2 separate regions of the Sus scrofa genome follow, and region 1 is linked to region 2. A link is a contact called in public HiChIP or PLAC-seq data. All regions are on one chromosome and are shown on one strand. The core of a region is the stretch at or near the end of the contact, and the rest is flanking DNA. Distances in the headings are between cores, read along the strand shown. Region 1 holds the start of GOSR1 (Golgi SNAP receptor complex member 1). Region 2 holds the start of NSRP1 (nuclear speckle splicing regulatory protein 1).

The links. HiChIP or PLAC-seq counts read pairs in DNA pulled down with a chosen protein or histone mark.
Region 1: a contact with region 2 is called in an H3K27ac HiChIP or PLAC-seq map of alveolar macrophages. The contact joins the promoter of GOSR1 here to the promoter of NSRP1 in region 2. A contact is called at or near these places in 2 of 5 promoter capture datasets (fetal liver and liver), 2 of 47 Hi-C or Micro-C datasets (embryonic fibroblasts and skeletal muscle) and 1 of 2 datasets of contacts at active chromatin or transcription factors (alveolar macrophages).

Annotation. Positions count from the first base shown.
Region 1 is chr12:46,539,640-46,546,019 of Sscrofa11.1, reverse strand. It overlaps GOSR1 (Golgi SNAP receptor complex member 1), which reads right to left and starts at 4,896. Exons shown (of 9, transcript XM_003131787.5): 1 at 4,740-4,896; 2 at 1,785-1,905. The coding sequence starts at 4,770.
Region 2 is chr12:46,207,191-46,213,634 of Sscrofa11.1, reverse strand. NSRP1 (nuclear speckle splicing regulatory protein 1) reads right to left here and starts at 2,433. Exons shown (of 7, transcript XM_003131784.6): 1 at 2,333-2,433; 2 at 1,035-1,128. The coding sequence starts at 2,352. MIR423 (microRNA 423) reads right to left here and starts at 2,110; the gene lies at 2,031-2,110.

The DNA.
Region 1 (6,380 bases), core at 3,647-6,146, 330 kb before region 2:
AAAAAGTAGCAACACTGGCTATAGCACTGAATGAGTCTTTTGTTGGAATGTACATGGGCTCTGAATATAGAAAGTTCTGGGTTCAAATCAAAACTCTTTTTATTATTCCTAGGTGAAAAATATCCCACCCGCCACCAATCCTCAGGAAGGTATGTAAAATAGAGGATACCAATAACTGCGACCAGCAATTCCACTGCCAGATACATAAAAATGTTCCCACAGCCTGTATATAAAGGTCTTAAAACTTCCTCAACACAGGGTTGGCATGATGAACACTCTTGCGTCAGCTATCAAAATTATTATTAATTAGCAAAAATTAGAAACAATGTCCATCTACAAAATAAACTGTGATATTATACACAACAAATGAATATACTCCACTTAAATGTATCCATAGCCTAATCTCAAAAACAATGTTAAACAAAAAAGCAAGTTGCAAAATAACTATGGTGGGACACTATGAACAGTGTAGGAACACAAACATACATAGTAAAAATATAAGGACACTATGAGGAGAGAGAAAATAGGGTGCCATTAGGGGCTTCAAATTGAATTGGTAATGACTATTTCTTAAAGCAAGAGACAGGCACATGGGAAGACATTACAATACTCTTTATATCTTTCTAAGTGTCTTAAATACTTCCTAATATTTTTTCCTAGTTATAATCTGATTTTATTTATTTTATTTTTTAATGATTTTTATTTTTTCCATTATAGTTGATGTACAGTGTTCTGTCAATTTCTACTGTACAGCAAAGTGACCCAGTCATACTTATATACGTATATATTTTTCTTTTTCTCGCATTATCCTCCATCATGCTGCTTCACAAGTGACTGATATAGTTCCCTGGGCTATACAGTGGGATTTCATTGCTTATCCACTCCAAATGCAATAGTTTGCATCTATTAACCCCAAACTCCCAGTCCATCTCACTCCCTCCCTCTTCCCCTTGGCAACCACAAGTCTGTTCTCCAAGCCCATGAGTTTCTTTTCTGTGGAAAGGTTTATTTGGGCGGTCTATTAAATGCCAGATATAATGTCCTAATATTTTTTTCCAAATTTATTTATTTCTTTTTAACTTTATTTTTATTTATTTATTTTTATTTCTTAAATTATTTTTATTTTTTCCATTTACAGTGTTCTGTCAATTTTCTACTGTACAGCAAAGTGACCCAGGCACACATACATGTATATATGCTTCTCCTCACATTATCCTCCATCTTGCTCCATCATAAGTGACTAGATATAGTTCCCAGTGCAACTTCCTAATATTTTTTGAAACAAGTAGCTGGTCTAAAGCGAAGTTCAAAGATAAGAACAGATTTTCACATATTTAAAATAGCAGTATACCACTTTCTCAAAAAAGAACTAAAATTTAAAATAGCTTGGGTCATTAAGAGTGAAGATATATACTACACTAGATTCATCCTAGAATAACAGTAGGTATACTTCACTTTTGAGCAGTTCCTCAGATTCATTTAGCAATGAGAAAATATAAGAAATACAACGGGGGCAGAGCAACCACATTTCCTTATCTTGGCTGAAAAAGAAACTTATTTCTGATGTGAACTCATTCTTAAGCCTTAGTGTTTTCCTCCTGACATGAACACAATCTTTGCCTAAGGATCCCAAATAAATGTTAGTCTCAAGAATTAAGAATTTTTATAAGTAATTTTTAATAATACCCAAAATTTAATTTGCAGAGTTATATATTTTATTTTATTTTTCAATGCTTTAAAAACACTATATAATTTTAGGCATAAGAGAGAGAATCTGGTAGTACCTATACCTGTCGCGTCTTCCATCTCGGGCACTGCTGTGACTGTAACTTGTACAGAGTTTACTGAAGGAAACTAGTTTCAGGTCAAGTTCATTTTCCAGCTGCCGAGCCTGTTTCCTGAGATCTTTAATAAAATTGTAAAAGCAAATAATCAGACATAAAAAGTCCATCAGTAGATATAAAAAAAAATCACAAAACTTTTCCTAAGAAAACAAACTATGAAAATTATCATATATCTCGATTCTCTCTTATAGAAAAATGTTAAAAGAAGAAAACCATATACCTACCTGGGAAAGAAAACTGTCACTTACTTAAACTCCAGGTGGGGCAAAAAAGGGTGAAACAGTGGGAAATGCATAATTTCAGCTTTACCCAAAAGATAGCTAGACAACCAATGTTGTTCTAATATCCCTGAAATTATTCTATAGCAATAACTAAAACTTTGTAATTCAGGGGGAAACAGAAGAGACTACAAATCACTAAGGAACTGAATAGGGTTTATGACCAGCATCATATCAATTTACCAGCTAACTTCATAAAAAAGAAACATCACTGTTTTTGACAGGGACTTTCCTATCTCTTTATGTTCCAAAGCTTTATAAACCTTATGAAATTCTTTTTCTTTCTTTCTTTCTTTTTTTTTTTTTTTTGGTCTTTTGTCTTTTCAGGGCTGCACCCTCAGCATAGGGAGGTTCCCGGGCTAGGGGTCTAATCAGAGCTATAGCTGCCGGCCTATGCTAGAGCCACAACAACACAGGATCCGAGCCACATCTGCAACCTACACCACAGCTCACGGCAATGCTGGATCCTTAACCCACTGAGCAAGGCCAGGGATCGAACCGCAACCTCATGGTTCCTAGTCGGATTCGTTAGTCACTGCGCCACGACGGGAACTCCATGAAATTGTTAATAGTAGAGTGAGTAAGTGAGTGTAAAGAAAAATAATCATTGACAAAGATTTTAAAAATTGTTTTTCAATAAGCTTGCTAAGGAGTTCCTGCTGTGGTGCAGCAGGTGAGGGATCTGGCATTGTCTCTGTGGCAGCATGGGTTTGAAACCCGTCCTGGCATGGTGGGATCTGGTACTGCCACAGCTGTGGTACAGGTCATAGCTGTGGCTCAGATTCGACCCCTGGCCCGGGAACTTCCATACGCTGTTAAGGTGGCCAAAAAAAAAAAAAAAAGAAAAAGAAAAGAAAAAGCTTGCTGAAAGATATTTGGAGAGGCTAAATTTAACAGTAAACAATGTACTCCAACAAAGTCAAATATGACAGAAATAAGAACCTAAGTTTTAAAAGAAGAGAAGCAAACAAGCATGCAGAGGAACTGGTGTAATAATAGTTTGGCATCTAGGTGGCTGAGTGAAGCCAGTCTGTTAACACATATCTAGATGTGTGTACTCTCATTCACGGTGAAGCAGAAGTCAAAATAAAAGGGCTGAAATACTGAAGGCATAGCATAAAGATCTCACCTTTCAGGGATAAGGAATATTAAACACTATTCCAATAATATCATCAGCAACAAGAAGCACGAAGCAGCGCGCAGGAAATACAGTGGAGCACATTCTCCAAGAGATCAAACCTCAGAATCTCAGCTCAGCCTGAAGTTCTGAGGTTCTAAGAACTGGCTCTGAGATTTATTCACAATCTACTTAACCTATGAATCTCTGCTTTTTGCTTTTCAAACCCCTACCTTCAGGGTTTTCCTATGCGTTAGTAATCATGTGCTTAAAGCACCTGGCACAGAGTAGACTGTCAATAAGCTGCTATAATTCCTTTAGCATGACACTTCCAAAAAGTCAGCCCAACGACTTATACTAAAGCTAACCAACAGACACTTCTACATAATTTTAAAGTATTTTCTAGCTAGCACATACACATTTCAAATAAGCCTTTTAATACGTTTTAAACTATAAGCATGCTTCTCTGTAATCAGGAACTGTCTTCTCTAGCAGAAAACGTCAAGTAAAAGCATTCTCAAAGTATGACGAGCAGGTATGGATGAACTCAGAATTAACTATTTTAGATTAAGTGGCCGACAGTGACAATACTGCCATTTGTGGTGGTTTCCAGAGGTTTCAGTGGGTAGCAAGAGGAAACTGGTTAAAATGGAAAAGGATTCAAAAGAGTTCTATTTTGCAGTAAAGCAGAGACAACTGAAAGAAAAAGGTGCGCCTTTTCTGATCTTTGTTCATCATCATGGTCCAGGAACGAGTTTTACATGAACTTACTTTATCGAACCGTAATTTCAGGAATTAAATAAACGTACTGGTCAAATCACGCGATGCTTTTTGATAGAAGAGATACAGCAATAGTGCAATAATTATAATTAAATGCAATAATTACAAGTCACACTGGTTCTCTCAACTTTCTCTTTTTAACAAAACCGATCTCCAGAACGGAGGGTGGTTATTTCCTCTGCCTTCCAATGCGACTCGACACCCAGTCCTCGAAGTCCCAGCCTGAAGCTGCCAAGGAGGAAGACATTCCGCTCACACAGCTTCCTTCGATGGACCGGCCTGACAAGTTCCTCCTTTCTCTTTTCCTACTCAATTATCCAACAGTGACTCTAAGGCGCTGACTCCTCCAGCCTCCTGGGCTCGGGATATTCTCGCTCAACCCTCGTTTCCTCCCAGAGTTCATACTCCAAATCCCTCGTTCGAGTTCTGCTACCCCCTCAACCCAGCTTTCCTCCGGCGACTCAGGCCTTCTTCCTCTCGGTCCCGGCTCAGCTCTCTCCGCCCAACCACTGCTCCAGGTCCGGCTGCCGCTCAGGGCAGCCCCCTCCCCAGACCATACGGTCTCTAGAGCCCCCAGGCCCAGGGGTACCCACTAGACCAGCCCCACCCCTCAGCTCGGGCGCTCCAGAAGCCAGGCTCTTCTCTCTGCAGCGTCCCTCAAGACCTGTCTTCACTCAGTCCCTCTGCGTCTCAGCGAGACTAACCGAGGTCTCCACTCACCTTCCCAGTAATTGCTGGTTCCTGCCGCCATCTTTGTTGTCCAACGTCAGGCGGGATAGGAGAGCGGAGGCGATGCGAGCCAGAGAGTCACCTCCACGCCTTCTTCCGCCTGGCGCCAGGGCCGATGGGATACGTGAGCCTCCAGAGACACCGCCACCTGGCGGTCAATTCATTATTTTACACCTTTCTGAAAACCCATGTTTAGAATTTGACGCTCCCTGACATCTTTCTGGTGTTCACATCCGCTCTCCGCGCCCGAAACTGGCATACTCACCCTCAGCTGGACTAATTCTCTCTTTAGCAGGTACCTTCTAGGCTGAGAAGAACGTTATCCTTAGACGCAACTACCTGTTTTGTTCACCTTCTCTCAAATGTGTACCTTCAGCCAGCCTCTTTTTTTCGGGGCCAAAGGCTCTTTTCTTCCCACGACCAACCTCTTCATCCTACCTCCCCCTGTGCTCCGCTATCCCGCGTTTCTAACTTATGCCCTCTTCTCCACTGGCCGCCTTTTCCTCTGTCTAGGAGTCCCAGCCCTCTTTCCTTTCTAGCCAACAAATATATGAAGCATATTCTAACTGCTTCAACGTTCCTCATCTTGACCCCTCAACCTGCTAAAATCAGCTGTCCAGAGCCACCCTTTATAGACAGATAAATTATCCCAACCTACTTGTGTCCATTTTTCGCTAGTTCTGGTGAAGTGTAGAACCCTTTCCTCCTGCAAAGTTTTTAAAATCACACCTGCGCCTTTATTCACTACCATTTATAGTTGTCTTTAATATTTCCCCTATGTTCCCTGAGAACCACATCATATAATATTATAATCTTTGCTTTGACTGTCAAACATAGATTTTAAAAGAAGGAAAGCCATATTTTGTGTTACTGATACATTTTTTTTTACTCTTCCAATTTTTCTTTCTTCCTCCCTGATGTTCCAAGATTCCTTTTTTATCATTTTCTTTCTGTTTCAAGAACTTCCTTTAGCCATTTGTTAAAAGAGTAGATCAGCTGGAGACAAATTCTATTATTTTTTCTTCATCTGAGATGTCTTGATTTCCCTTTCCTTCCTGAAAAATATTATTGCCGGATATAGAATCTGGGGTTGACAGTTTCTTTTTTTCAGCACTTGAAAAGTGGGCTAATTCCTTCCTGCTTCTACAAGTTCTAATGAGAAATTGAATTGTTTTTCCATTATAGCTAAGAGATCGTTCTCTCTGCTTTAAAAACTTTTTTTTTTTTTTTTTTTTTAGTTTTCAGAAAGTTGATTATGGTGTGTTTTAGCATAGATTTCTTTGGTTTTATACTGTTTGGGATTTTCTCAGCTTCTTGAATCTTAGGTTTATGTCTTTTGACACATTTGGGAAAGATTTTCAGAGATTACTTCTTCTAATACTTTTTCTGCCTCTATCCTGTTATTCTTCTCTTGGGACTCCGATGATGTGAATGTTAAATCTTTTTGTTATAGTCCTACATATCCCTAAGGCACTACTAATTTGTTCAGTCTATTTTCTATTCTTTAGATTGGTAATTTCTACTGTTCTGTCTTCAAGTTCATTGATAGGCGTGTCTTTCCTCTGTCCCCTCCATTCTGCTGTCAAGCCCATTCACTGAGTTTTTAATTATTGTATTTTTCAGATTAAAAAT
Region 2 (6,444 bases), core at 1,184-3,683:
TATATAAAGAAATCTTATAACAAATGACAAACACAAAAAAATAGGTAAATGATATGAAGAGACATTTCTCTAAAGATGATGCATCACTGGCCATCACTGCAAATCAAAACCACAATGAGAAAGTTGTCTTGGGCAGAATGTAAACTATTTGCAAGGGGGTGCGTAAGAACTGTCAAGGGAGTGGGAAATGTTCTACATCTTGACTGGGACATATATATTTCTCCAGTCATCAAACTACACTTAAAATCCATGGTTTCATTATACATAAATTATACCTCAACTTTTACGAAGGTAAGCCATCTGGAGTCTATTTCTTCGTCAGAATGAAAAAAGCAAAGGATCAAAGATGTTCAATTACCAAACTATGGTATTATATAATTAGTAAAAACTGGAAGAGAACCTATTTTTTGTCAGAGCAAAGGAAGTACCATATTAATTGATAGAAAGCTCTTTCAGAAATACAGAAAATGACTAAAGTATTAAAAAAGCACACATTTGGGGGCTTTATAAATTGCTTAATTGTGGGCTTCATAGGAAAACACTGTTTTGGCTACTGAAAAATAAAATGTTCATTATTAGCTGTTCTTATAGTGCTAGCCATGCTAACTTCATAAACTATCATAATTCCAACTGAGGAATTACATTTAGTAGACACTGCATAACCACAAAAGTAGTCTCAAAAGAAACCTCTCTGCTAATAAAAATTCTAGGAAATTGGCAACATCTTAATAGCTCATTTCCAGGGATCTTTACACCAACAATTTTGTTATATCAACATTAGTTATCTGAAAGTACTTTGTATAACTGCTTATAAATAAATTCTTAGCTTCAGAAAAGAAAATCTCTTAATTATTCATGTATCAAAAAAAACAGTGCTTTCTTCTTTAAATATTATTTTTGATAATTGTGTAAATAATATTCTAGATATACTGTATTGACAACTAAAGCAAGCAAAGACATCAAATTCACAAGTTCAATTTTTTAAAAAAATATATATTTCCAACAATGCGGTAGAAAAACATAGGTTCCCTTACCTCATCATCATCATCAGAATCATTCCCAAACACTGAAGGTTTTTGCAAAACAGGGTGCAACTGCTGTGCTTTCTTTGGCAAAATAAGCCCATACCTGCATATATTTTTTTTAAAATAGAAATTACACCATTATGTTTAAACTTTAAAAAATAATACATCCACTATCTCTTTCAGATGTAACTACCAAGTCAAAACATGTTATATAGTCTAGGAACATATAACACTGGTTCTCATTTTCAACCATCTCAGAGTTCTAATATGCGCTAAGATTTTATAATTATTACTCTAAATGATTACTTGTGGTCACCGGCCAAAATCAAAATACCATTTTAACCAAAGAAGTGAATGAAGAGTTCAGAAATGTTTTATATGGTGAAATGATAGTAAGATTTTAAAAAGAACATGTTAGTGGAAAGCTCAGCTGATGTCCACTACAAAGAAAAACACTCTAAAGTATCCTCGTGGTCTAACAAGAGTAAAGAAAAAAAATTATTTTCTCCCCTACTGAGTGCTCACACAATTTTAAAGAAGTTATTGGATAAAGGTTAATGTCACCCATGGAAAAACTTTTGAAGGTTACATTAACTGAGAAACCCAAACAGCCATGGGCAAATTCCCATTACCCTTTATTAAGCCCACTTGCTTTGTCTTGGAGCACCTGAAAGTACCATCCCATCAGATACAACTCATTTAGTTTCTCACGTTGGCCTTTAAGATACAGAAACCACGGGAAGCCGTATCCAAATTGAGGATTGTACATCAAAAGTAAAACTTGCAAGAAGATATAACATTTCTCTTTTGCGGCAATATATGCCCCAATTTCCTATATGCCTACCCTTTTCTGTGGCTTCTCAGCACAACATTCCTAAACCGAGAAGGGAGGGCGGGAATCAGAACTTGAGTTGCCAAGGAGAACAAGGCCCTATAAGAAAGCCAGGAATTGTCTCTTCTCATTACCCCTGAAAGCATCCAACCGGGGAGAAACTCAAGCGCGGGGTAGGAAGCAAGACTGAGGGGCCTCAGACCGAGCTTTTGGAAAATAGAAAAGTCTCGCTCTCTGCCCCTCAGCCTAACTTTCTTTATTTCCTCACAAGTTTCTCCCTCAAACTTCGGGCTTCCATCCTGGAAAATGTGGGGGGGGATGGGAATATATGTTCCTCAGAATTTCTCGCTTTTCCCCGTCTCTATCCCTGACGACACAGCCCCTTCACTTCCAGCGCATTTTTACTCCTCGGCCAAAGTCACAGTCGCCGTGGTGTCTCACTTCCCAGCCTAACCCTAACTCCCGGATCACTCACTGCCTGCCCGGAATCGCCATCTTGCTCCCGTCTCCGCTGAACGTGGCCGACGCCGACGTGACGCTGACGCAGGTAAGAGCGTCGTTACGTGAACTCTCGCGCGGCCTTAGGCGGCCTGGAACCCGCCTACCCGCTGGGTTCGTATTTTCAATTGCTTGGTGCAGCTGGGTGCCAGGTTGTTCGGGCTTGGCTTTCGGCATTGTTTGAAAACCGAGGGACTGCCTCCACACCGGTGGGAAGAAAGGAATGACAAAATTCTAGGCCAGTGATTCCCAGAGTGTGGTCCTGGGGCCAGCAGCATTGGCACCATCCAGGAATTTGTTAGAAATGCAAAATTTCCCACCCTATTTCACACCTACCAAATCAGAAACTCTGGGATGGGGCCCAGCAATCTGAATTTTAAGGAGCCCTCGAGCTAATTCTGACACTCTGGTTTGAAAACCACTGCCCTAGGCTATGGATTTTTTTTTTCCCCTGAGATATTCCGTTTGCGTATATCTGGCTCAGGATAATTTGCAGAAGATCAAAATCCTTATGCTAAGTATCTCATATTCGGACAGAAATGATTAATAACAATACCATGGTACTACTGGGTGGGTATAGGATTAAAGTCTTCTATGATACTTTTAAAAAAATTCTAGGCACGCGTTTCACCTGTGCACCTACTCACTTTTGGCCCATTCCAAACTAGTCATACAGCAAGTGAAAAAGATCTCTTGAATTACCAACAGGAATTACCTGACAGAAGATGTTAAAATCTCCAACTATAATTGTGGATTTGTCTGTTTCTCCTTTTACTTCTGTCAGGTCTTGTTTCGTGTATTTTGAAGTTCTGTTATTAGATGTATAAATATTTAGGCTTGTTATATCCTCTTATATTGACCCCATACTATTAAAAAATGATTCTCTTTATTCTTTTATTTTTATTTATCTTACCTGATATTAATATAACCACTGATTGTTAGCATAGTATATCTTTTCCTATCCTTTTTTATTTTTTTTAATTTTATGGCTGCATCCATGCATATGTAAGTTTGCCTGGCCAGGGATTGAATCCGAGCTGCAGCTGCTACAATGCAATGAAAGTTAAGAGATAAATCCTAAATTCTCATCGTGAGGAAAATTTTTTTTCTTTTGTATCTATATGAAATAATGGATGTTCACTAAATTTATTGTAATAATTTCATGATATATATGTCAATTTATTATGCTCTACACCATAAACTTATACAGCACCGTATGTTAATTATGTCTCAATAAAACTGAAAGAAAAAAAGATCAAATTAAAAAGAATCCATAAGCACACATTCAGTTAGCTGTCAGAGTGATGACATCATCACACATCATGAAGCCTCTGAAAAGCTTTATTGTACTCTGGTGTGAGGATAAGAGTGAAAAAAGCAAATAATGTCCTAGTATTGTTAGAAAGATAGTTTTGACCTGGAAAATCCCAAAAGGGTTTAAAGGACCTACACATTTTAAGATCCACTCTTCTGAATGAATTAATGCTGGGATGTATTACATAGTTTTGCATATAGGAATGTGCTGGATATTTTCTCCCCAAAGTGATTAGGGCAGGACCAGATACAAGCCAAATATGAAATCTGCTTAGGGAACAGTGAAATACATATATATACATATATATTGGTTTCTGCCCCTGGTTCCTTGGGCAGAGCTGCTAAAACCATTGTGAGTTACAAGAGCACTGAGAAAAATTTTTGTTCTGATATTTGATCTTCCACCCTGGTTCCTGATGTATTTTGTTCCAATGAGGTAACTCTGGGTGGTCTTCTGGATAGTCTCAGGGTGGGGGCTCATCACCAGAGAGACCATGCCATGATTAGGAGTTTGGAACTTTCTACCCAACCCCCATCTTCAGGGAAGGAGAGAGAGGTTTTAAACCAAATTAAGGATTGATCATGCCTACATAAAAAAACCCCAAAGCATGGAATTCTGAGGGCTTCCAGGTTGGTGAACTCATCCACATGCGGGGAGAGTGGTGCACCCCAACTTCCTGAGGACAGAAGTGCCATTCCTGACGCCACCTGTGTATCTCTAGTTGTTTATATGTATGTTTTATCATATTCCTTATTATATAATAAATAGGTCAATGTAAAAAGCATGTTTACCCACATATTTACCACTTCCAGCATCTCCATTGCTTTGTGTAGAACCAGATTTCTATTTCATGTAACCATCTTTTTTAAACCACTTTATTGTGATGTAATTCACATAGCATGCAATTCACCTGCTTAAAGTGTATATAATTGAATGGTTTTTAGTACATTCAGAGAGTTATGCTGCCATTACCATAATCAGTTTTAGAATACCTTCAATACCCAAAGAAGAAACCATGTACCCATTAGTTACTCCCGTTTTTCCCCAAACTCCCCAACCCTAGGCAACCAGGAATCTACTTTTGCTCTCTGTAGACTTGCAGTCATATCAGCTTTTGAAGTTGTAAGTATTTTGAAACTCCATTATTAGATGTATAAGTATTTAAGATTTTTATGTCTTTTGTTTGTTTTGGGGTTTTTTGGGGGGTTTTTTTTTTTTGGTCTTTTAGTCTTTTGGGGCTGCACCCACAGCATATGGAAGTTCCCAGGCTAGGAGTCCAATCAGAGCTGCAGTTGCCTCCCTACACCAGGGCCACAGCAACACCAGATCTGAACCACATCTGCGACCTACACCACAGCTCACAGCAACGCCAGATCCTTGACCCACTGAGCGAGGCCAGGGATTGAACCCACAGCCTCATGGATGCTAGTTGGGTTTGCTAACTGCTGAGCCACGACTGGAACGCCAAGATTTTTATGTCTTAATTAATTGACCTTTTTTCCATTATGAAATGACCTCCTTTATCAGAGTAATATTCTTTGCTCTGAAATCTACTTCGTCTGATATTCTTGGTCACTCCATCCACTCTAGGAGTTTTCTTTTGACATTAACTCCAGGAAAAGCAAAAGATATTCAGAAAGGGAAAATACTTGTAATCTACTACATGGTTAAGCCCTAAACAGCATACATAATCACGTTAATGCAAACACTGAATACTCATCTTTCGACACAAAAGCAAGTCAGATCATTAACCCACTGCGCCACAGCAGGAACTCCCCACCCAGTCTCTGTAAGCAAGAGATGGCCCAGGCTGGAGGCTTTATTTTCACACACACCCCCTTTTTGTGTGTGTGTGTCTTTTTGCCATTTCTTTGGGCCGCTCCCGCGGCATATGGAGGTTCCCAGGCTAGGGGTCAAATCGGAGCTGTAGCCACCGGCCTACGCCAGAGCCACAGCAACGCGGGATCCAAGCCGCATCTGCAACCTACACCACAGCTCACAACAACGCCAGATCCCTAACCCACTGAGCAAGGCCAGGGACTGAACCCGCAACCTCATGGTTCCTAGGCGGATTCGTTAACCACTGCGCCACGACGGGAACTCCCCCATTATTATTTTTATTTTAAGCAAAGTAACACATGCTCATAGTTTAAAGTCATCCTGACATATGAGGTCTAAGACCAGAGCATTTCCCAGCTCCACATCACCCCTATTTTTCTTTGCTTCTGAGTCAATTACTCTCAATTTCAGTTCAAGAGTTAATAAACAGCCCACAAGGTAAATCTGGCCAGTTGCCCATTACAACAAGGTTTTATTGGAAAGGCCATGCCCATGTTGTCTATGACTGTTTTCATACTACGGGGCAGAGCTGAGTAGCTGCCACAGAGACCTATGACCCACAAAGCCTAAATATTTACTATCTGACCCTTTGCATAAAAAGTTTGCCAACATCTATTTTGGCTATAGTTTTGACATGTTGCAAAACAACAACATGTTGTATGGCTTTTTTTTTTTTTTTTTTTTCTGAATTAAGCAGCATTAACTAACCTCCCATTATGCAAAACAAAGGTGTAGCTCCTTCCTCAGCATGTGCATCCACACACAAACACATAACACGCTTCCCATTCCTTCATTCTTCCCAATATAATGACACTATAATTTAGATGAGAATACATAGGTATTCAGTGTTTGCATGAACATGACCTTGTCTCCTGAGAGACCTTTATAGTAAGATCGAGTAGAGGAGAGTAAGAACACTGAGTTGATGTCTGGTG